Linked DNA regions of Rattus norvegicus: region 1 is linked to region 2. A link is a contact called in public Hi-C data. All regions are on one chromosome and are shown on one strand. The core of a region is the stretch at or near the end of the contact, and the rest is flanking DNA. Distances in the headings are between cores, read along the strand shown. Region 1 holds the start of Pip4k2a (phosphatidylinositol-5-phosphate 4-kinase type 2 alpha). Region 2 overlaps Pip4k2a (phosphatidylinositol-5-phosphate 4-kinase type 2 alpha).

What was found. A called contact is a pair of places that touch in the nucleus more often than the background predicts.
Region 1: a Hi-C map of mammary epithelial cells shows a contact between it and region 2, with 2.6 times the contacts expected there. The contact joins the promoter of Pip4k2a here to the enhancer-like site in region 2. A contact is called at or near these places in 3 of 12 Hi-C or Micro-C datasets (kidney, liver and mammary epithelial cells).

What each region holds. Positions count from the first base shown.
Region 1 is chr17:86,573,893-86,578,722 of GRCr8, forward strand. Pip4k2a (phosphatidylinositol-5-phosphate 4-kinase type 2 alpha) reads right to left here and starts at 2,538. Exons shown (of 10, transcript NM_053926.2): 1 at 2,299-2,538. The coding sequence starts at 2,442.
Region 2 is chr17:86,510,259-86,515,421 of GRCr8, forward strand. All of the region lies in intron 1 of Pip4k2a (phosphatidylinositol-5-phosphate 4-kinase type 2 alpha), which reads right to left. Among named protein-coding and RNA genes, the nearest start is that of Pip4k2a, 64 kb to the right of the region's middle. Within about 2 kb of position 3,668, at least 29 of the 93 cell types and tissues checked have an H3K27ac peak or open chromatin away from gene starts, as enhancers often do.

The DNA.
Region 1 (4,830 bases), core at 1,288-3,787, 63 kb after region 2:
TTTGGTGCACAGAAAAGCATGGTAAAACATCTTCCTGGTACCATTTCCTAAAATCAAACCAACCAGAAATACATGAATTCCAAGAGTGGGCCCGCAAGAGGACTGGGGTATCATTAAAAAAAAAAAAAAAATACATTGTTAGAGAAATGAAGAAAAGTAACTGTCTTATGTCAACTCACATTCCTCAAAATAAAGGCACAGGCTAAAAATAAGGGCAAGTGGACAGTAAGGAGACATTTTAGCAACCCTCCCCACTGTGGCAGGCTCTGTGTGCGCTGGTATATGTTGAATTAATAACATGCTTTACATGATACACTCTGCTGGCAGTGTATATACTTAGAATTAGTAACTGTTCTTGAGAGCAACAAAAAGTAACACTCAATGTTCCTACCACCATTCCCTCTGTATTTTCCAAGTAGCACAAATGGAAAACAAATATAGCAACTCGAAAATAAACACAAGGTAGCAACCCAAATGTTACAGTGAAGCTCGCCCAATGGCAACTTTTTCTGAAGTGGACTGGAATTCAGACATTCTCAGTCACTCTCCCCACCAGCCCCCAGCTGCATATTGTTACCACTACTTTACTATATTAAACCTAGGCACACATACAAACACTCCTGACCAAAACACCAGAACTACAAAAGGAGATTTAAAAGGGCCTGTAAACATGGGTCCACGCCCAACTGGTATTTACTGTGCCCGTTGCGGTAATTAGGAAGCTGCCAATAGTAACATAAATAACAAGAAGAATTTTATGAAATCAAACACAACTAAATTAGAGGTCTGTGACAATGGAAAACGGTAACTTCACTTTCTGAAATAAAACTGGGGGGGGGGGGTGAGTTGCTGTCCGCAGTTTTAACAGTTGACATTCCTAATAGCTAAAGATGTCAGTAAAATGAACCTCGGTCGATCCGGCAGTAAAGTAATAGAAAATAACCATTTCTCAACTCTTTAAATCGTCCCAGGTAAACACAATCATCTTCATACTGTTTCACCTTTCTCCATCTCCGCTTGGGGGAAAAAAAAACTATAAATAAAAGATACTAAGCCATTTTAAACAGCTCTGTTAATTTGAGAGTGCACAAACCACGCTGGCTTTCTGTCACTTCTATTATGCTGAAAAGGACACCAGGGCATCCACCGAAATCAAAAGCAGAGCAGCAGGCTCACGCTCTGCCTCCGAAGCTGGCTGACTGCAATGGGTAAGGTCACGGTCAAAATTCACAAGCTCATTGAAACTTTCATGGCTCAGCCAATTGCGCCTATCGTGTTTCCTGATCCCATCTAAGTAGATTAAAGCTGCAGGAGTTTTCTCGCTGTCAGATCAGCGGGCGGCTATTTCAGCCCCCCACACCGCAGTCCGCAGAGTCCGCAGCCTCGCGCCTCCTAGCATCCCAGGCGGTGCGCTAGCTAACCTCCCCAGCCTTTTAAACAACCTTCCAAATGAATGTAATTAACTCTAGACCACCTCGAACTCGCGCCTGCCGGGACCCCCCTCCGGCTGTCACCACCAAGGCCGCCCTTCCGCAGTCGGTGACTTCTGCCTGGTTCCCCAAGGAGGGGGGAAGCAAGGGGGAGGGAGGGATGAAGACTCCCGGCCAGGAGGTCTGGAAAGGGCACAGCAACTGGGCGATGCGGGAAGGGACGAAGGGCGCCAGGGCCATATTTACGTTGCCTCTTTTTTTCTTTGCAAAAAGAAAAGAAAAAAATCCTCCTAGAGTCTGAGAATGCTACCTTTAAAGGAAAAAGGAAGCTAAGCTCTCAAGATGCCGTCCAAAATCTTCTGGTTTACTCCAGTCCTGTCGCCTAGAAGCTCCGGACGCTTCCTGACAGGGACAGGTACACCTGCCCACCAGCTCAGGACAGGAGGGCCCAGACTAGTGGAGCGATCGTTCGGACTGGGCCCTGAGCAGTTCCCCGCCGGGACTGATAGCTGAGGCAGAGACGGTCCCCGCACAAACTTCCCACTTCCCAGGCAGCGAGCACCGACCGGCAGGAGGACGGATGCGGAGCAGGACAGGCGCGGGGAGGCTCAGAAGCACAGCACAGCAAATGCTTCTCATCCCGCACCCTCCCTGGGTTCCAAAGGAAGCGCAAGCGCTGCCGGAGAAACCCAAGAGGCAGACGCATGTCGTGGGGATAGGGGTACCCCAAGAGGCGAGTGGCCAGAGGGCCCGGGACCGGCCGAGCCAAACGGCTAGAGATCCCCGCCCTGCCACCGCTGCAGCAGAGGAGCAGAGCCCGGAGGCTAAGCCCGAGGAGCAAGAGGAGCGCGCCGCAGAGGAGCCTTACCGAGTGGTTGACCCCCCACATGAGCACGCTGAGCAGCGGGTCGCTGGCCCGGAACAGCTTCACTTTCTGAGCCACGAAGTGCTTCTTCTTCGTCTTGGTCTTGCTCGCCAGGACGGAGGACCCCAGGTTGCTAGGGGTCGCCATGGCCGCTGTCCCCTCCACCGCCGCGCCGCCGAGGCCGGGGACCCGCCCTCCCTACACGCCAGCCTAGGGAGGCAGCCGCATCCCCCGGGGCGGCCGCCGCTGCGCGCCTGCTCCAGCCCCGCTCCGCCCGCGCTCGGTCCTGGGCGCTCGCTCCGCCCGCTCCGCGCGCTCGGCCGCCTAGGCTGCAGCTGCGCTCGCCTCGCGCCCCCGCCCGGCTCCCGCCCGTCGCCGCTCGGCGCACTGCCCGCCGCTGGTCCAGGCGGCCAGCGGCTTCCGCGTTGGGCGCCGGCGTCATGACGCAGAGGCGGGCGGGGCAGCGGCGCCGACGGGCGGGGCGGGTGCGGATGCGGATGCCGGACCGTTAAGCTGTTCTCTGCGCTCCGCCACCCGTGCAAGGCGAGCACACCCCTGGCGCTCTGCAGAGGCTGCTGGGGAGTGCGGTGACTCGCGCGAGCATGCCTTTCACGCACCCGGGGAGGATCAAGGAAAGGGAACGAAGGCAAGGGAGCTCCGAGGAGGGAGCCCCCAGATGCATGGGACAGGCAGGAATGTCCCGGAACCTCGGCTTCCCGTGCCAAGGGCCTGGAGAGTTCTTGGGACCCGGAGCGCTTCATCGGGACGCGGGCTTTCCCAACATCTAGGGAAAGGACCTTGGCTCCTCTTTGTCCAACTGTCTGCCAGAGAGTCCCTGCCTTGAACTGCCTTGAACTTCCTAACCTTATGCCTTTTGGGTTCTTCTTCGGCCTTCCCACGCTGTCGAATACTAGAGTGTTATTCCCAGCCTACCCTGGGATTCCTCACTGAAACCCCCGCTTTAGTCAGCTATGCCCCAAACTGGACCGTGTGCTTGGAACCCATCAACCCTTTTGCAGACCACCCCTTCCTTCTCGTATCCAGGACACACCTTCTAACTTGAAAATGTTTTCTCTTTCACCACTCCACACTGAAAATTAGCCCTCCTTATGCTCGCATTAGTTGTTCCAAGTCTACAATCCTGCTTAGATCTTTCAAGAAGACAAAGAATACCAGCAGGAACAAAGAGAGGGGGCAGATCCTGTGAGACCTTTCTTTACTCTTCTTCATTTGACCTTTCAACACGGTTGCCCCCTCCTTCCCTTTGGTCGTTCTAACTTGTTGATACTATCCCCCCCCCCCCAAATGATACCTTGCTTCTGGTACCAACCATCGCCATTGTTGATGGCTAACGGGATGAGGCCAGTATCAAAAACAGCCTAAATTAATGTTGTGGAGTTGTAGACTTGGCCCACAGTTCCGGTAGTTGACCACATCGTTTAACCGGAGACTGAAGTTACTTGTGTGAATAGGTATAGTCTGACGCAAAGGTCACTTTAGGGACCTTCTATAGATCATTGGACTCAAAACCAGCAGTAGATAAAAGTACACGATGTTGCAGACCTGTAATCCTGACACTCAGGAGGCAAGGCTAGAGGATCAGAAGTTCAAGATTATCCTCAGATAGTTTGTTCGAGGCAAGCCAGGTATACATGAAACCCTGTCAGGAGGAGGGGGTGTACAGTCCTTACCTTGCTGATAACCCATAAACTCTGGCCTGACCTCAGAAAAGAGCATGTCTGAACCAGTCTGCATAGCTTGTCCACAGGCACCCTTGCACAAGAACCTACAACCAAATTCAACATCCTACACAGCCCACAAGTTGTTTCACTTCTCTTGCTGTATTGGAAATAGCATTCAGATTGCTCTTGACCCAGTTAGGAGTTCATTTATTTAACAAATTCTCATTGACCCAGACTCAAGAGTTTCACATCATCGATTATTGCTCTCATCACCACTCCACAGAAACCTGTACCAGCCCCTGTCCTTGAAAACAATTACCTCTTACCTCCTGGTGGAAATGAATCCTTCCACTTCAATGCCTCTGTAGCTCTTTATTTGTTCACAATAGCTGTAATGTACTTAATTGTATATTACTAATGCAAGACAATAGGCTTGCTGAAAAACCGAATTCAATGACGGCAAAGAGCTGGATGAGCCTCTGAGAACAGGAAATGGATACCTCTGGGCATTGTTAGGCAACCCTTCTCAGAGAAACATGGGCACTGATGGGTCAGAGGTCACCATCTCTCCTGGGAGGGGCAGAAACAAGGGCAGGAAAACAAAGGTATCATCATGAAACATTGACGTGTCCTACGGAATCCTGATTCAGCACCTTTGCAAGCTGCTTCCACCATCAGGGAGTCGCATCTATTTGCATTTGAACTCTTCTCTGTTGGTTCTGAGGCTGAAGTCGTTCTCTAAGCAAGGAATTATTCGAAAGACAAATACTCTAAGCAAGGAATTGTTCAAAAGACAAGTACCGACAGGAAATGTATGATGTTGAAAGGTTCCTGGTGCTGAGTTGCTTTTTTT
Region 2 (5,163 bases), core at 2,418-4,917:
GGTTCACAGAAGGAAATTGGTTTCGTTCATTAGAATTCTAATAACCACCACATTTTCCTGAAAGTCTTATGTTTTGACAACTATCCCTGCCAAGTTTCCCTTCACGTGACATCAGTGTCTCCTATGCTATCTCAGGTCAGCCTCTTCTTGGGTCTCTGCTAGTCCCAGGGTTATCGGCCTCTTTGACTCTGCATCATACTGACTTCTCCTACCGTGGGGTGAAGGGTGGAAATGCTGTCCTTCTTCTATCAGAGCAGACAGCTATCTCATTAGGATGGATCCAGAACAGGGGCCGGAGCCCAGAGCTTGAGGTTGCTTACCTCAAGTCTCAGGCCACTACTTTGTCCCTCTCCCAACTACACACAGCCTAGTCCTGTGGCTGGCAACCTTCAGACAAATCAACAACACCTGCTTCTATGTTATCGCCGGCTATATTCAAGCAACACGCAGACGTAAGCAACTGATAAGACGGTGTCGGAGTTCCGACTAAAACATTTACTGTCTTTTGACAGAGAAGGTTGTTCATGACTCCATCTCAGGAAAAGAATGAATTAACCAAGGGCTCTTGTTTAGTTCATAGAAGAAGTCTAACTCCTTAGGGAACCTGGAAGAGATCCTAAGCTAGGACCGTAAACCAGCATGGGGAAATGAAACCAGCAAGAATGGAGCTGGCCTTCACAGTGAGCTCTTCATAGAGTTCTCTGTTAGGTGGGGCTACACAGTGAGACCCTGAATCAAAAGAAATGGGGGAAGAGGGGAGGGTGGACCCAGACTACCGCTATCAAACCATCAATGTTTTATAAATGAAAAAGTCACCGTGTATGGTGGGAGGAGCACAACTTCCCCTAACTGCAGAATGAGAACAACAACTGCTTGTTAATCTCCAGATGTGCCTTAGCACTCCAAATCCTACAGCAAATCCCACAGAGCCTTGTTTACCAGAGCTTGGGATTCATTTTTCTGGGATACTCGTATAGAAGATAACATCATAAACTTTGCTGCAAATTGTAAGTAGAAAATGTCTTGGAAACAGTGAGCCCATCTGCTGTAGTGTTAAAACCCCACCAACCCAGGCAAACCAGGGAACCCGGAGGCATGCACTAGAGACAGCTTGAATGGCTGGGGAAAGAGCAGTCTGCTCTGCTGAAGGAAGGCTCAATCAAACCTCTGGCCTGATGAGGAGTCTCTCAGCCCTAGTCCCCAAACGTGGCCAGAAAGAAAGCAAAATGACTGGAGGGGGGGCTGAGACCTCGGTCTACATTCTTATCAAGGAGAATCTGGACACTTCGTCACCGAGGTCTTGTTCTTCTGTCTCATGAAAACAGCATACAGACAACCTCGGTGTCTCCTCAGGTCATTCTCTTCTCAAAGGTGACAGATTACAGTGCACACACTTTGTCTCACAGGCAACCTTCCTGAGAGACAGGAAGCCAACTGGTTTGAATGGCACAAAACCAAGACCACCTCACTTCTGGAGTGTGCTCTGTTGCCCAGAGCTACAGCACCTGTGCCACACTAGAAGTGGCGGAGGCTGTCCTTTCCCCATGTGGTGGAGGCAGTGTCTGAGGAACAGGGGTGGTCCCCCGAGGATGGGAAGGGAGCTCCGTGTAGCCCCCCTGTAGAGTAGTATAGCCAGGTCTGACCCACTTTTAACCACTTACTGAAGGGACACAGTGGGGCCTAACTAGGTCATTTCCTAAGGTGAATGGGCTGAGATCACTGTCTTTGACCTTGGTAGAGCAAGTAAAGCCCAACTCTTCTCACAGAAAAGAATCAGTGGGCAGAAAAGCGGCATGTTGACCAGGTGGTCACCTGGATGACCAAGGGACATTTTCCCACAGAAAAATGAACTAAGTATTTATTATAGACATTCCAACGATCCATCGTCAAACAAGAAGCTAAGAGACGCTAAGAGCAGAATGGTGGGGGTGGGGATTTAGCTCAGTGGTAGAGCACTTACCTAGGAAGCGCAGGGCCCTGGGTTCGGTCCCCAGCTCCGGAAAAAAAGAACCAAAAAAAAAAAGAGCAGAATGGTAACTATAACGCCTTCTGTAATATAGTAGTAAATATAATAATATATCGTTTCATTATATAAATATTTATATTATCATTATTAATTATCTCATGGGCTCTAGGCCACAGGGAACTTTCAGTAGCACAGCAGGGGGCAGGAGCCTAAGATTCTAAGTCTTTCCAGATAATTCCATATCTAGATGGTAATGTGTGTTTCCTGCCCTGTCTTAAAGTAAACCCGTCATCATTTCAAGAAAATTGGCAGGGACAGAGCGGAAGCACAGGCACAGATAAGAAAATAGAGAGCGAGGGAGGCGGTGGGAGGTGGCCACCCTCGGACTCCCTACCTTACACCCTGTGTGAGACTCATCTGCTCTACACACCGTGCTGGGCAGCAAGTGGGGGGGAGAGGGGCGAAGCTGCAGCCCACATTCACTAAGAAGATCAGATGGCTGGGGTGGCAGCTGGCCCAGAACTCTTCTTCCCTCCACCACATTCCTCATTTTTGTCTCAGGTGTTAAGAGACACACCCCTAACCGACACTGGGGATGGTGGAGATTTTCTGCTCCTCTGGTCCATGGAAGGAGCTCCAAGTGAAGCAACCCATAAGTAACCCCCCATGACCACATGAACTCCGGTGGGGCCAGGAGCACCCTGTGGAGAGGATCCAGCATCAGGCCTGGAGGCATGGAAGGGTCAACAGATACCACTCGTGAAAAGAAGAGAGGGGTTCCAGGAAAAGTACGTAGAAAACCAAAATCCTAAGCAAGCCTTGGAAGGCATGGCTCTCTTCCAGAAGGCATGTCCAGTCCACAGTCCTCAGAACTCCCGGGAGCCTGCACACCCTTCAAGACTGCTGCAGTCCAGTCCGATTCTCTTCATCCTCCAAGCCTTCCGGGAAAACTGTGGCCCTGCCCAAACTTCCTGTTGGCCTCCCTCCACAGTGACATCACATGATCCAGGCGCTTATTTAGCTGGGTTTTTTTTCCCTCTCCTCTCAAAGACTCTATCTTATGATACACACGTTAAGAAAAAAATTTAAATGTGTAACAATCAACATGAAGCATAGAAAATACTTAGAAAAAAAAGATGCCGGAGAGATGGCTAATTCCTTAACTCTGGATAATTACCCGGGCCTTGGGTTATTACCTTCTCACAGAAGACCCCAGAAGAGAGGTGTCCCTGCCCCACGGGGTGTCCCCCACCCCTCGGTTCCGCTTCTCATTATTCCTCATATTCCAATTTTTACGAATGCCTTGGAAAGTATTCAACCACGTTTTATCTGTTCCCAGTGTTTCCACCCAGAATGCAGAAACAGTCATGAATATGTGACTGCCCCGTTGCTTCACAACATATCTTTGATTTTTATGGAAGAAACCCCATCACGTGATCTTTACTTAAGCTGCTCCTCTCCAGGAAGTACCGAAAGCAGATTAACCACAATCCAACATAAAACCTGCCCCCCCCCCCCCCTGCTCTTGTGGTCTGCGAGAGGAGCATTTTCCTCACATGCTCCCAGGCAACGAGTCTAATTGAATGTAGCTATTTAAAACACACTCCAGATCTAATGAGCAAGAAGTGGCCCGGCCAGACCACAAAGTCTGTGAGAGCTCAATTTGCCCTATAAAGGCTAGAGACTGTGCACGGTCCTTAAGCAGAAAGCAAGCAATCCAGAGGGTTATCTCTGAGGATCAGACTCTGGCTGAGGATGAGTCGTCATACGCCTGGGGGCAGCAAGCAAACTCCAGGCAGCGTCTCACTTTCGAGAGAACCAGTCCTCTCCGCTCCCTCAAAAAATAGTTGCTGTTTTTTTTTTTTTAAGTCAATTGGCCCTAATAAGATAATTCACTAATTAGATCGCTGTGATATGTTCACTTGTAGCTTTAATTGGGGTTTAGCTGTCTGCCGTCCAATTTATCAGAGTAAAAAATTCACTAAAGCCTTTTGTTCTTGCACAATACATTTGTTTAATGGCTTCTCTCGAAGGCTGTGCCAAATTCTAAATGTTCCGTCATGCATTTATTTACTAGTTATCAGGCAACTTATGAATAATTTAACATTTTCCGGTACTCCTTTATCAGATGGGTCTATAAATGTTTGCAAGGCTCTTGGTCGTCAGGCTGTATTTTTCCTACTCAAAAAAAAAAAAGAAAAAGAAAAAAAAGAAAAAGAAAAAAACAAAGTTTCTTTACTGTTTAAAGTTTACCTCCCGACTTTTTGTTGCACGGAGACCAAGTCCCCACCACAGGCAACCTTCGACCTTCTGATTCTCTCCTCTCAGCCTGCAGACGTGGGACACCATAAAGTTCACGTTCTTAAGCTATCCACGGGACTGTCCCATGGACTCTCCTCTATGCAGAAGGACAGTGACTAAAGTTACTGCTGAATTTGGGGGGACGATACCATGGGTCAAGATGTGTAGTCACTGCTCTCTCCCAGAGAGGCCACCCTGCAGTGGAGACTGGGTAGATGGCCAGACAGCAGTCTGAGGGCACAGGAGCCCTGGCCTCCAGCTGTTAGTGATGTCCCTAGGGAGTTGATACACACCTATGAGGAAGAAGGAGATGAAAAAACGCACAGATTGCTAATGGCCAACCCAACAGCATGACAAGCCGGCTCACCCTCACATGCATGGCATGTCAGCTGCAGGGGCAGCCCTGTAGGAGGGACAACCATGCAGAGTAGTCCCCTCAGTGAGTGATGTAGGAGGGACAGCCATGCAGAGCAGTCCCCTCAGTGAGTGATGTAGGAGGGACAGCCATGCAGAGCAGTCCCCTCCGTGAGTGATGCAGGTCACTTCCTTCAGTCCACACGGCCAATCATATCACGCTCCCCTCCCCTCGCCGTCACAGAAGGGCCCTCCCTGCACAGGGTGGGACACCTTAGAATCTGTTCAAGACTCACTTCTGTATGTTTTACTCTCCCTCCCTCAGTCCATAAACGCGTCTGAGTCCATGACTGTGTCCCAAACCTTTCTAGGTTATTCCTCCTGCACAAATGGCACTCCCCAATTTCCAACCCTTTAGGGATTCCTTGGACACAGGTGACCTGACAACCTGTCACGGAAATTTACAGGCGACTGTAAAACCCCAAAGTGGAGAGAGGAGTATCAGCCCTACATGCCTCTCCACAGAACATACCACAGCAGCA